Linked DNA regions of Mus musculus: region 1 is linked to region 2. The links are chromatin contacts, called in public Hi-C maps. All regions are on one chromosome and are shown on one strand. The core of a region is the stretch at or near the end of the contact, and the rest is flanking DNA. Distances in the headings are between cores, read along the strand shown.

What was found. A called contact is a pair of places that touch in the nucleus more often than the background predicts.
Region 1: a contact with region 2 is called in a Hi-C map of liver, with 3 times the contacts expected there. The contact joins the promoter of Tmem30b here to the enhancer-like site in region 2. A contact is called at or near these places in 2 of 484 Hi-C or Micro-C datasets (liver and nephron progenitors), 4 of 115 datasets of contacts at active chromatin or transcription factors (bone marrow-derived macrophages and embryonic stem cells) and 1 of 9 other capture datasets (pancreatic islet).

The regions. Positions count from the first base shown.
Region 1 is chr12:73,544,308-73,549,805 of GRCm38.p6, forward strand. Tmem30b (transmembrane protein 30B) reads right to left here and starts at 2,088. Exons shown (of 1, transcript NM_178715.3): 1 at 1-2,088. The coding sequence starts at 2,032. The coding sequence ends at 971. 2210039B01Rik (RIKEN cDNA 2210039B01 gene) reads left to right here and starts at 4,176. Exons shown (of 4, transcript NR_044985.1): 1 at 4,176-4,264; 2 at 4,762-4,834.
Region 2 is chr12:73,478,392-73,483,646 of GRCm38.p6, forward strand. The region is part of intron 2 of Gm34080 (a long non-coding RNA gene); the gene reads left to right. Among named protein-coding and RNA genes, the nearest start is that of Gm34016, 28 kb to the right of the region's middle. Within about 2 kb of position 3,265, at least 35 of the 459 cell types and tissues checked have an H3K27ac peak or open chromatin away from gene starts, as enhancers often do. A contact at or near this core is called in liver, where this site is marked.

The DNA.
Region 1 (5,498 bases), core at 838-3,337, 65 kb after region 2:
TTAAGATAGTTCTTTGTGAAGATAATACAAATGAGTTAAATTATTCCCTTCAGCATGATTCAAGGTGGGGGTGGGGTGTTGAGAAAGAAGGCAAAACTCGGTCCCTCAGGGTTGCAAGGAAACTGCTTCCCACTAAGATCATTTGCAGTCGGGTTTCTCAGGTTAAAACACTTGCCCCTGAGCCATGCAGACTGCTCTTGCGTTTTCAGATTTTTACACGGCGTCTTCTTAAGTTTGCTTTTACATTTAATGACGCACTTCTGCCCTGCAGATCTGCACTTTCCTAGACCTAGCAAGTTTTCTTGCTCATTCCACAAATTGCCAGCTTCCTTCCTATGTGTTTAGGACCAAACAGGAGCACTATGATTGCCACCGTTCACGGGAACAAATTATTACAGGTAAAACTGAATTCAGGTGAGTACTTCAGGCCCAACCTGGCTCAAGATTCCAATTCAAGGGCACAAGGATTCCAGAGAAGCTTGCTCATCCTGGCCTTACTGTGTCAGAACCTGAGGGGCCTGGTGCCTCGTCATCGACTTAAATCTTAACCAATATGCTTTCCCTGCTCCTCTGTGCCTCTGCGGGCAATCAGCGGGTATCATTTGCCATCCCAACACTTCCCCGCCCCATCTGATATCTCCCTCCCAGAAAGCGGAGGGAGGTGTGCCTAGAGGAAGGAACAAAAGTTTAGGCTCAAAATCGGGATCCTGGCTGTTGGTCTTAATGAGTTCCAATCCAGGAATCTTAAGGACCTGGCGTGTCAAGTCGGTAAGCCATGGAGAAGATGGGGAAAATGGCAAGATGTGTCACTCTGCAGTCCAGAACCTGAGAACAGTCCCGTGGCGGGTAATTCCCTTCACCAGGCCCATCTTCCACAACAGATCTGTGGGCCTGAAGTTGTGTTAGGAACAAAGGCCACCGCTAAAAGCGGCTTGGCCAAGAAGCAGGCAGGGTTTCTTGGGAAGCAGGATCACTCATCATCGTTGTCGTCGTCGTCCTGGTCCTGGTAGCGAATGTAGACGACCAGCATGACAAAGCCCATGACGATGCAGAGGGAGCCAACGACCAGGTAGGCGATGCCCAGGAAAGGGTTCTTGCCACCCATCCAAGAGATGTTGCTAAGAATGATGAGCTTGTGGCCGCCGAAGGCGCGCACCGGGTAGTTGTAGGTGATGTTGACACGGTAGGTGCCCCGGGGCAGACCGGCGGAGTAGTTGCCCTGGCGGATGCGCGCATAGAGCTTGCGGAACGTGGGCAGCGCCGCGGTGCGCATCCACACCACGAAGTCCTGGTTGATGAAGCCGGTGTTGTTGGGATCCGGGCTGAGCTCATAAACCGGCCGGTGCCAGTTGGGCGGCGGCGCCGTGCCGCGGAAGGCCAGCGCCAGGCTGCCGTTCACCAGCGGCGGGTTGCGGAACTTGACGTGGTAGTCGGTCCACCAGGCGATGGCGGTGCGATCGAGCGGCACCTCGACGAAGGGGTCCGAGGGCTGGCGCTGGTGCCAGAGCGAGAAGGAGTCGTTGAAGAGGCTGTTGGCGATGGCGCCGCACGGTGCGATAGGCAGACCGTCGGAGCGGAACTGGTAGGGGGCGCACTCGTTGGCCGGGTGGCGCAGCGCGCTGGCCAGGCCGCTGAGCTGCGCGTCGTCGCGGGACACGCCGTAGCGCCGGTTGTTCTGGTAGAAGTTGGACAGCTCGTAGTAGAGGTACACGGGGCCCGGGAAGAGCTCGGGCAGCGTAAAGCTCCAGGAGCAAGCGCAGCCGGGCGGCGGAGCGCGGCCCTGGCCCTTGGCGGCGCACACCGAGCAATCGCCGGTGCCGGGGTTGCCGGTGTAGTCGTACTCCAGCTCCTTGATGCCGTTGGAGGAGTAGAAGAGGCCCAGGCCCAGGCCGATGAACGCCAGGCCGGCGCAGAAGAAGAGCGGCAGCGCGATGCCCGCCGACAGCAGCGGCTGCCAGGCGGGGAGGCGCTGCTGAGTGAAGGCGGTGTTGTCGGGCTGGTGCGCGCCCCGCGCCGTGGCGCTCCAGGTCATGGCGGGGATCTCAGCCGGGGCCTGCGGCCGCCGACTCTCAACCCAGGATCAGCGGCGAGCCTCCCGCCTCCGCTCGCCTGCTCAGCTCGACGGCTGCTCCCCGGCCCCGCCCCCAGCCCGCCCGCCCGCGCAGGTGCGCCAGCCCCGCCCCCCACGCAGGTGAGGCCGATTGCGGGGCGCGCTGCCTCTGCCCCGGGACTGCTCAGTTCCGCCACCGCCCAGGTGACCTGGGACTGGCTCCGCCCCTGCATGGCGCCCTTCCCAGGTGAGCAGGGCGAGGCTCCTCACCACACCAGGCTCTGGCCCTTCGATCCTCCCTGTCTGACTCCTCCTCCTCTCTATTCCTCCTTCTCTCCCTCCTCCCACTTCTCCTCCCCTCCTCCTCCCAGCTCTCCCGCTCCTCCGTGGGCAAGTGATGGGCTCAGAGTGGGTCATCTCTTTGGTCAGGTTCCTGTCTCCTTCCACAGGGCCCGAGCAACTTTCCCCAGATCACAAGCCTGACTTAAACAAGAAAGTTCCACCCCAGAGCTTGCTCCAGGGTGGGGTTCTGTTGGCTTGATTATTTATTACCTCGTTAAGGCTGTTAATCCTCGTTATTTAAGGAAAAGGGTGAGTCTTAAGTAGGGTTTCACTTAGTTTTCAAGCACAAAATACAGTGCCCTGGGAGTTACATTGTGGTAGCTGTATCAATTTCAACGTGGAGTTCTTATTCTCCCCTTTTTATGTAAGGGGGGGATTAGTTCCTAGCCAAATGCTCCAGTCTGGTTTAATAACTACAAAAGGTGAAAAGTTCTGTAAAAATAAAATGATTTATTAAGAATCAATGACTGGGAGAGTTTGCAGCCTTTGAATGTCTTCTCTAGCTGGTGGGAGGAACCACCAATGAGAAAAAAAAATGCTGTGGCCTGAATGTGATGTTCTTTTCAGATCTTCTTGATTAGAGAAAGGCCCGACCCAAGGCCCTGGAGGGCCTCGCTGATATCCACAGCCAAGGACATTTGCGTGTTTGGTCCTAGTTGAACTAGAAGGATGTATAGGCTGTATGAAAACTCCAACCAGCCTGGGCCTTGGGGCTGGTTTGTTTGTTGTTTTTGTTTGTCTCGGGGTTGGTTAGAATACACAAGGGCACAGGGGGCTATGCATGGAATCTTCCTTAGGTACAGAAGTACACTCCTGCAGCTCATACAGTGTGAATAGCTTAAGTGCTTTCTCTGTTATTCGTGCATACCCGTTTATCCAAATCCAAAGAGACTTGGAAAACTAAGAGCTGTTGGAAATATTTTTAATGTTGTCTTCCAAGTCTTCAGCCCTGTGCCGAACAATGTAGAAGAAATGGCAATTAGGCCAAACTGGAATCTTAGTAGTCTAATAAGGCACTCTCCGGCTGTTATTTGTTTGTTTGTTTGTACTAGAGTTATCTGAGAAGAAGGAACCACATGGAGAAGATGTGGGCAAGCCGGAGGGGTGTTGTTCTGTTTGATGATTGATGTGGGCGGGGCCCCCGGTGGGCGGAGCCCCCACTGGGCGGGGAGGTCATGGAGAAGGGATGAGGGCATGCTGAGCAAGCCAGTGTTCCTCCATGACTTCTGCTTCAGTTCCCGCCTCCGGGTTCCTTCCCTGAGTTCTTTGATGATGGACTGCGGTGTGGAAGTGTAGTCTGAAATAAGCCCTTCCTTCTCAAGTTGCTTTCTGTCCTGGTATTTTATCACAGGAATAGAAACCTGAGGCAGGCACGTAGTACATAGGAATAAGAACAGAATAGCCAGTAGCTGGCATGTGGTCACATCACATGTGGATGAGAGTGACGTTAGGTTGATTTTGTTCCATTGACTGACTATGGCTTGGAAGTGCTAACTTAGAGAATGCTACAGCTGTCCTCACTTCTACCTTTATTCCTCTACCCCACAAAAGCGAATCCCAAAGGGTCAAAAAGTTTCCCTAACACTTTTAATCTTTTAATAAAAGAATAGACAGATCTCTTTACCCTTCTGGAGACTTCCACCCACCCCATGTCATTGATTCACCCTTCTGTGTGATCCTGGCTGCAGGAAGGAGTCCAGTTCTCACGACTTTATCTAATGGATCTTAAGTCTACAGTCACACGGCCACCACACCCTGCAAGCTCACACGGGGAACTCAGAGCTTTCCCGGATGGTGTAAAGGCAGCAGCACACTCGTTCACGGATAGGGAAGCCAGAGCAGAAAGAGGTGGAGGTTTCAGAGCATAAAACGGTCAGTAGGATTAAACACAACAGAAAGGTCAAGCCGGATGTGTTAGGTCTCCAGCCCAGGACAAGGCAGACAGGTGCCCATTTAACATAGCAACACAGACCTGGCCACCAGGTTCTCCCCGCAGTTCTGCAGTCCCTACCTGGTCCAGGGCCCTCCTGGCTGCTGTATCCCACTCCTTATCCTGAACTCTCCATCTAGGGGGTTGGGTTGCTCTCTCCTATATAATCCAACCATTTGGGTTACCCACTCTCTTTGAACCTTTGGTCCTCCTGGCTGCTGTACCTGGTTCCCCTCTCTCCTCTCTCCTCCCCCTCTCCTCACAAGGCACAGCTCAGTCTGGTTATGGCCACTCTGGCCTTTCCCAGAGATTGCTGCCCCTGCCTGTGCTCTCCCATATAACTATAATAAACCTCCTTCACTGTACCCAGGACCTGTCACGTTTCCTTGTCTTTTACTTTTTATTTCTTTTACTTGTTTATTTTGTGCCGAAACCACAGGAATGGTATAAATGAGCTCGCTTCTGGGGAACGTGGCCGTTCCGGACTGAGCTGCGGAGCTGACTCTCTTAAGGTACGTAATGATCATTTGTTTCTGATGGCTTCGGCCACCCACAAGATTTGAGTCCAAATTCTGGAGTCTGGCTCTCCAGCTGTTGCTTTCTCCCCCTGCTTTCTAACTGTTCCTGTCTCCCTGGGCTCTGCCTTTTATGCCTTCCACGTGGGCGCTGGTTCCTGCAGCCTGCTCTGCCTCTAGCCTATACACCCCTGTAACTGCCTCCCTTTTCTCCTGCTCGCCCCTCCTGCTGTATTGTTTGGGTCTCTATCAGGAGCTGCAGCTCTGCCTACAGCAGCCTGGGACTCTTTTCCTTTCTTTCTCCCAATTGGCGCTCCAGAAGTATCTCTCTGTCTCCTGCAGCCTCCTGCTACCCCCCCCCCCCCTTAGGGCAACCCACCATGTGGACAGCCTTGAGGGTCTCTACTAAAGACACTTGCTGCCACCCCTCCATGTCCCATGCCTTCCCCCAGGAACTACAGCCCACCTGCAGTCCCACGGTGCAGTCCCTCAGCTCCTGCCAGCTTGTTTCCCTCTCACCTCCCTCTTGGAGTTCATAAGAACTTGCCCTCCCTCCGTCCCTTGATCATGGGGTTCTGTTTTGCTGCCCTCTCTCTTCCTGCTTGGGCTCAGATTTTTTTTTACTACAGCTTCACCTCAGTACAGATCAATGGCCCCAGTC
Region 2 (5,255 bases), core at 2,015-4,514:
AGGCGATAATAGAAGAGAGTGTGGAAAGAAACCCCAAAGGCTAGAAGAATTCATGGATGTACTTCAGTCAACTAGATATGTCCTGATTTAACAAAGCTGCTGTCTGGGAGAGAGACTCCAGTAGTCCTGATGTCCTGATTAGGAATGGTAGGCTCCAAGGCTGGTAACAGACACCAACCATTCAAGGAAGCAAACGTAACTCTAACACCCAATGAACAACGTTAAAATGGCCACACGTGTCAACATGTGGACAAATCAAAGGGACACTGATTAAGGTTATAAAAGAATTTGAGTCATGTACTTTATACAACAGGCAAAATGTAACCAACAAAAGGTGCAAGGGAGGAGGGAGAGGAAGGAAGCTGGTCATGGTTGTGTTCATTTGTCCTCTGTTGCAACAGCCAAAGACTGCAAGCTGGGAACTTTACAGAGAGGAGGGCTTAGTTAACAGGCTTGGAAACCAAAATTGCAAGATCTGTTCAATCTTTGGCCCTTTTGGCAAAGTCACAGCACGGCAGAGAAAAGGAAGGAGGACCAGTGTGAGGAGTTGGCACCCTACGCGAGACAATTTCCGTTTATGGCAATCCACTCTCCCAAAAGAGAACACAAAACTCTGTTGATACCTTCTTTGTAATATGAATGGTATATCCTAGCTAGCCCATACAAAAGACACAAAAGCCTATTATTTTATTTTCAAGCTGTAAGCCTAGCTTGGGCAGGTTTTGAGCTATTCTAACTTACACCCCAGTCATAGGTCCCTTGTCACTTGCTGTTTGATTCTCACCTGGGTTATTCTCAGGGTCCCCTGGCCATGTGCTCATGATCCTTCATCTGGCCTCGTGTCCTCTCCTTTCTTCTTCTCCTTCTCCTGAGACCCCTCACTCCTTTGTTCAATTCTCAAGTCTTCTCTCTCTCTCTCTCTTCCCAATTACAACTCTAGCCTTTTATTAACTTTAGCTTGGAGAACAAGGCTTACATAACAAAGACTGGTGTACATGAGAATTCTCCCATCTGGGGGCAATCAGATCTTGGGGTACAGAATACAGCAATTTGTAGGGTGGGGGGAGAATGGGAGTTTGGGAGGGGGAAGGACACGTGTTCTCTAGGGATTAGACTACAGGCTGTCATGGAGATGGGCGGCAGAGTCCGTGCCTTTTCCTGCTATGCATCAGAGAAGAAGTGCTGTGCATGGACAGAAACCTGACCGAGTCCGACAACTGAGAAAGAAAAGCTGTGTCTTTGTTTCTCGGTGATTCTCGCACTGACACTGGAGTTGCTTTGTAGGCAAAGCTAATGCCCTTTCGCCAGTGGGTGATGGAGTCAGAGCCGGAGAGCTGCAGGTTCAGGTGGCCCCTCCACTGTGGTTGCTGGATCAGCCAAGGAGTGACAGAGTGAGCAGCGCCAGGGTGCCTGGCACCTGCAACGACCTTCAGAACACTAACACAGAGACAAGCACACCTACAAATCTCTCATGTGACCATCCCCGTCCCAGAAAAGGACACTCTCAAAAGGTCTCTCCAGCCTGGCTCAGCAGACGCACTCATGGCTAGGCCACTACTTGCTCTTGAATGGATTTTTACTGGACTGAAAGTGTCTTGCTGGCGAGAAAGCTCTAATTCTTCCAAATCTACACTCTACCATGTAGGATCTTTGTACGAGTTGGACACACCAAAAGTCTGGCCCGTTGCTATGAAAATAACTTGAATAGCAGTCACGCAGTCTCACAAGAGTAAGAAAGCCAAGCACAGCTGTGCAGCCCTCTGAGGGCTGAAGTGATCCCTAAATGGCTGTGGTCCACTCCTCGCCTCCGTAATTGCTTCTCCATCGAAGCTCCTAAGCCGACAAGGGTACCGTTCCATTAATACCCCTCTGACACTTCAGGGTGCTCGCAATGTGAAATCATGTCCAAAAGATCTGAATAAGAGTAGAATGGAGAGAACCAAGTCTGTGGTAAAAATCCCTTGAAACTCAGAGTGGAAAAAATGACCCAAAGCAAGCTGTCAGAATCCCCAGCCAAGAGGACAGTAATTATAGCTGCAGAGGCGGGCGGGAGGCAGTTCTGTACAGGTGAACAGGCCGCCAGCAGCACCAGAGGTTTACTCAAATCCCACTTCAAATCTTGTAATCCCTCCAGTCCTTCACGGCTAGCAATGACATCATCTCTCCCTTCCTTTCAGACAGAGGCCGTGCCTCTGCATCCAAGCACTGATGTGGTCTTCTAGCAAGCCTGTGGCTTTCAGGATGACTAAGGAAATCCAATCACATACGAAGAAAACACGATTAAAATTTTTTCAAAAAAAAAAAATAATAAAAACCACAAAAAACAAAACAAAAAAACCCCAAACACCCAAATCATGTGACTGCTTTATTCCTTACTCACAGGCGCCATTGACTTTGGAGCTCTGCAGAAACTGGGTATCCTAGATCACGGAGCCACCGGTACATGGGTGCTTCAGACTTGCATGTTTGTGTTGTTGGTGTTAGAATGGTGGCAACCTGGGAAGGCAGAGGAATGGCAAGCTTGCAGGGTGTTGCCACCCAAAGCAGGCTATAAAATGGAGGCAAAACATGCAGTCAACGAATACTAATGTAGGGTTTTGCTCAAAGCATGTTGCTGCTACTTGAACGAATTGTTTAAAATTCTGAGGTTCTGCTCATGGGATCGTGAGGAAGTGGGAGTCTTGCCTTGCCTTTCTTCCCCTCTCTCCTTCCCTCTCTCCATCCTACGTTGGCCTGTCTCTATAACTATCTAAACCTGGACAGTGAGACCTGAAATCTCTGCTTAATACAGAAGCATTGATTGATAGAATCATTCATTCATTCATCAGCTATTTCAGGAACCATGTGCCAAGCAATGAGAACCGAATATTCAAGAATAAATGACATTGGACTCTTGTCTTTGGATCTTCCTAGTCCATTGATTGTAATAGCCTTTGAAACAAATAGATTGCAACATCCAAAGTTTGTGGAGGGAGCAACTCGCTGTGCCAAGACAGCATTTCCCAACAGTTCCAGAGAACCACCCTTGTACACACATTTTCTGAGCCATAAAATATTCTCACAGATCACTTCGAGTTAGTTTTGTAGCGTTGAGTTAATTCGATGGAACGAGAAGCCATTTTTTGTGTGTGCCAAAAAATACCCTTATGTCAGAGAAAGAAGGGTGGGCAGAGCAAAGCAGAGGGAGAGGGAGAGGGAGGAGGGGGCTGGTGACCTCAGCTCTTTGCCTCCTGGAAGGCTTAGCACACTTCAGTGCCCGGGTGTGGTAGTGAATCGCTAGGCTGTTTCAGTTTGGGGTGTGTATCTTTGTGCACATGTGTGTGCTTGCCTACCCACTGTTGTCTGACACCTTTCTTGCTCTCTCGGTTGTCTCCTAGTTCTCTCTAGGATGAACTGAAGGGATCATAAAGGCACAGAAGCCTGGTTTCCTTGCCCTTCTGGTGGCTGGAACATCACACCATGACACTCACCGCATCGTTAGGAAATCTACATTCCAAGGTCTGTGAAATCCCATCTGTGCCTCCACAGAGAGAGAGAGAGATGACAGAATTGCCAAACTTTACCCCCCCCACACACACCCCCATTTTTGCTGAGTCTAAATTTGGACCCAAATGCAAACTGAGGTCTTATGCTTATTTAATAGCTGGCAAAGCCTGTTTTGTGAAGAAGGACTTCATGGCCATCAAAATCTGTTAGGGTGTCCCATGGTGATGAGTTTAATGTTAATGAATTGGGAACATCTGGATTAGATTTTCTCCCAAACAGACAAGGTTATGAAAATTAGTGGACAAAAAGTGTCTCCTGACCAAAGGCAGTGTGGGCTATTCCTGAGCCCATCGCCCAAGAACACTTAAGCAGGGCCTGGGTAAGGCTCTTCCACACCTGAGGCCATGACAAATGGGGCCAGAGCAAAAAGGACTTCCCTGTGAGCCACATGTAATGTGAAAGTGAGAATTTTTCATTGAAGGATTGTTTACTGAGCACCTAGTACGTGCCAGCGTCCATCCCAGGATCTGCCTCTGCAGAATAGAAGATAGCCCCACCCTTGGCTCTCTGAGAGCTGGCCATCAAGAGTTTCACACCAGCCGACAGTCCAAGTCTGGTTGCTGGTCCAGATGTTTTGGGAGCTCACAGCAGCCCACATGTTCCGTGGCTCAGGGTAGGTGGACTGTGAGGGTGTCACTAGGAAAGTGTCCTCAGGCTGACAGCCCAAGAATATTCATGCAACCACAGACCTCAGATCCACTCGCAAGGCCTCGCACCTGGCAGGGACATAAGAAATACTTGTTAAGCAAATGGTTTCTTTTAAAAAGTGCCGAGAAAGAGAGAAAAAGGGAGAGCGTTGGGAAGAGTCACTGTTACCTGCCCAAAGTCTGGCTGACAAAGAAGCTTTGTGAGTTGAACACAAGGTAGGGAGGAGGAAGAAGGGGGAGGGAGGAGGAAGAGGAAAGAAGAAGCAAGAAACAGGAAGCAGGAAGGAGGAAGGAGGAAGGAGGAAGGAGGTGTCTGCCAAAGAGCCCAGTCCTGATGAGGAAGGGTCTTGCAAGGCCAGTTAAAAGCTTACTCTTTCTTTTAAGGTCAGTGTGACATTCCTGAAGATCAACAAGCGAAGAGATGGTACAGCAGCTTCTGTTAGGGGAAGCACTGTTGGTTACCACACACAGAACAGCTCTGAAACTGGGCTGTTGCTAAGGAAGTGCAATGGGGGCAGCAAGGAAGAGAGAGCTGGGCAGGTCTTAAATGTATATCAGAGGCAGAATCATGGAGACTCAGCGGTCACATGAAGGTAGAAGGAAGGAGGGTACTGCCAGGCAACATCACCCCCTATACACAGATTTTTGTGTGGGTCACTCATTAAGAAAGTATTTGTCCATGGGGACAACAGAGTAGGAAGGAGAAGAAGCTAAGCAAGCAGGTGACTTTCAGGTGACAACACATCTGCACAGAGAGCAGTTTTGTTCTGATCCCTCAAGAAAACACTGACATACCTCAAGCTGTTACAGTTGGTGTGCTTTCTTTTGTTCAAGTTTTCGATGCAAGAAGCGAGAGCAGGATATATGAAGGACAAGGTTGCAAGGGAGAGACATGAGAGAGAAGCCAAGATTCCAGAAGGGCATGGGTGCATGCCTACAGTCTCAGTGAGGAAGGCTGAGACAGGAAGCCTGTTTTGGCCCAGGCGTTTGATGGTAGCCTGGGTAACATAGCAAGTCTCCATCTTGAAAAAAGAACAAAAGGAGGAGGTGAGAGAGTAGATG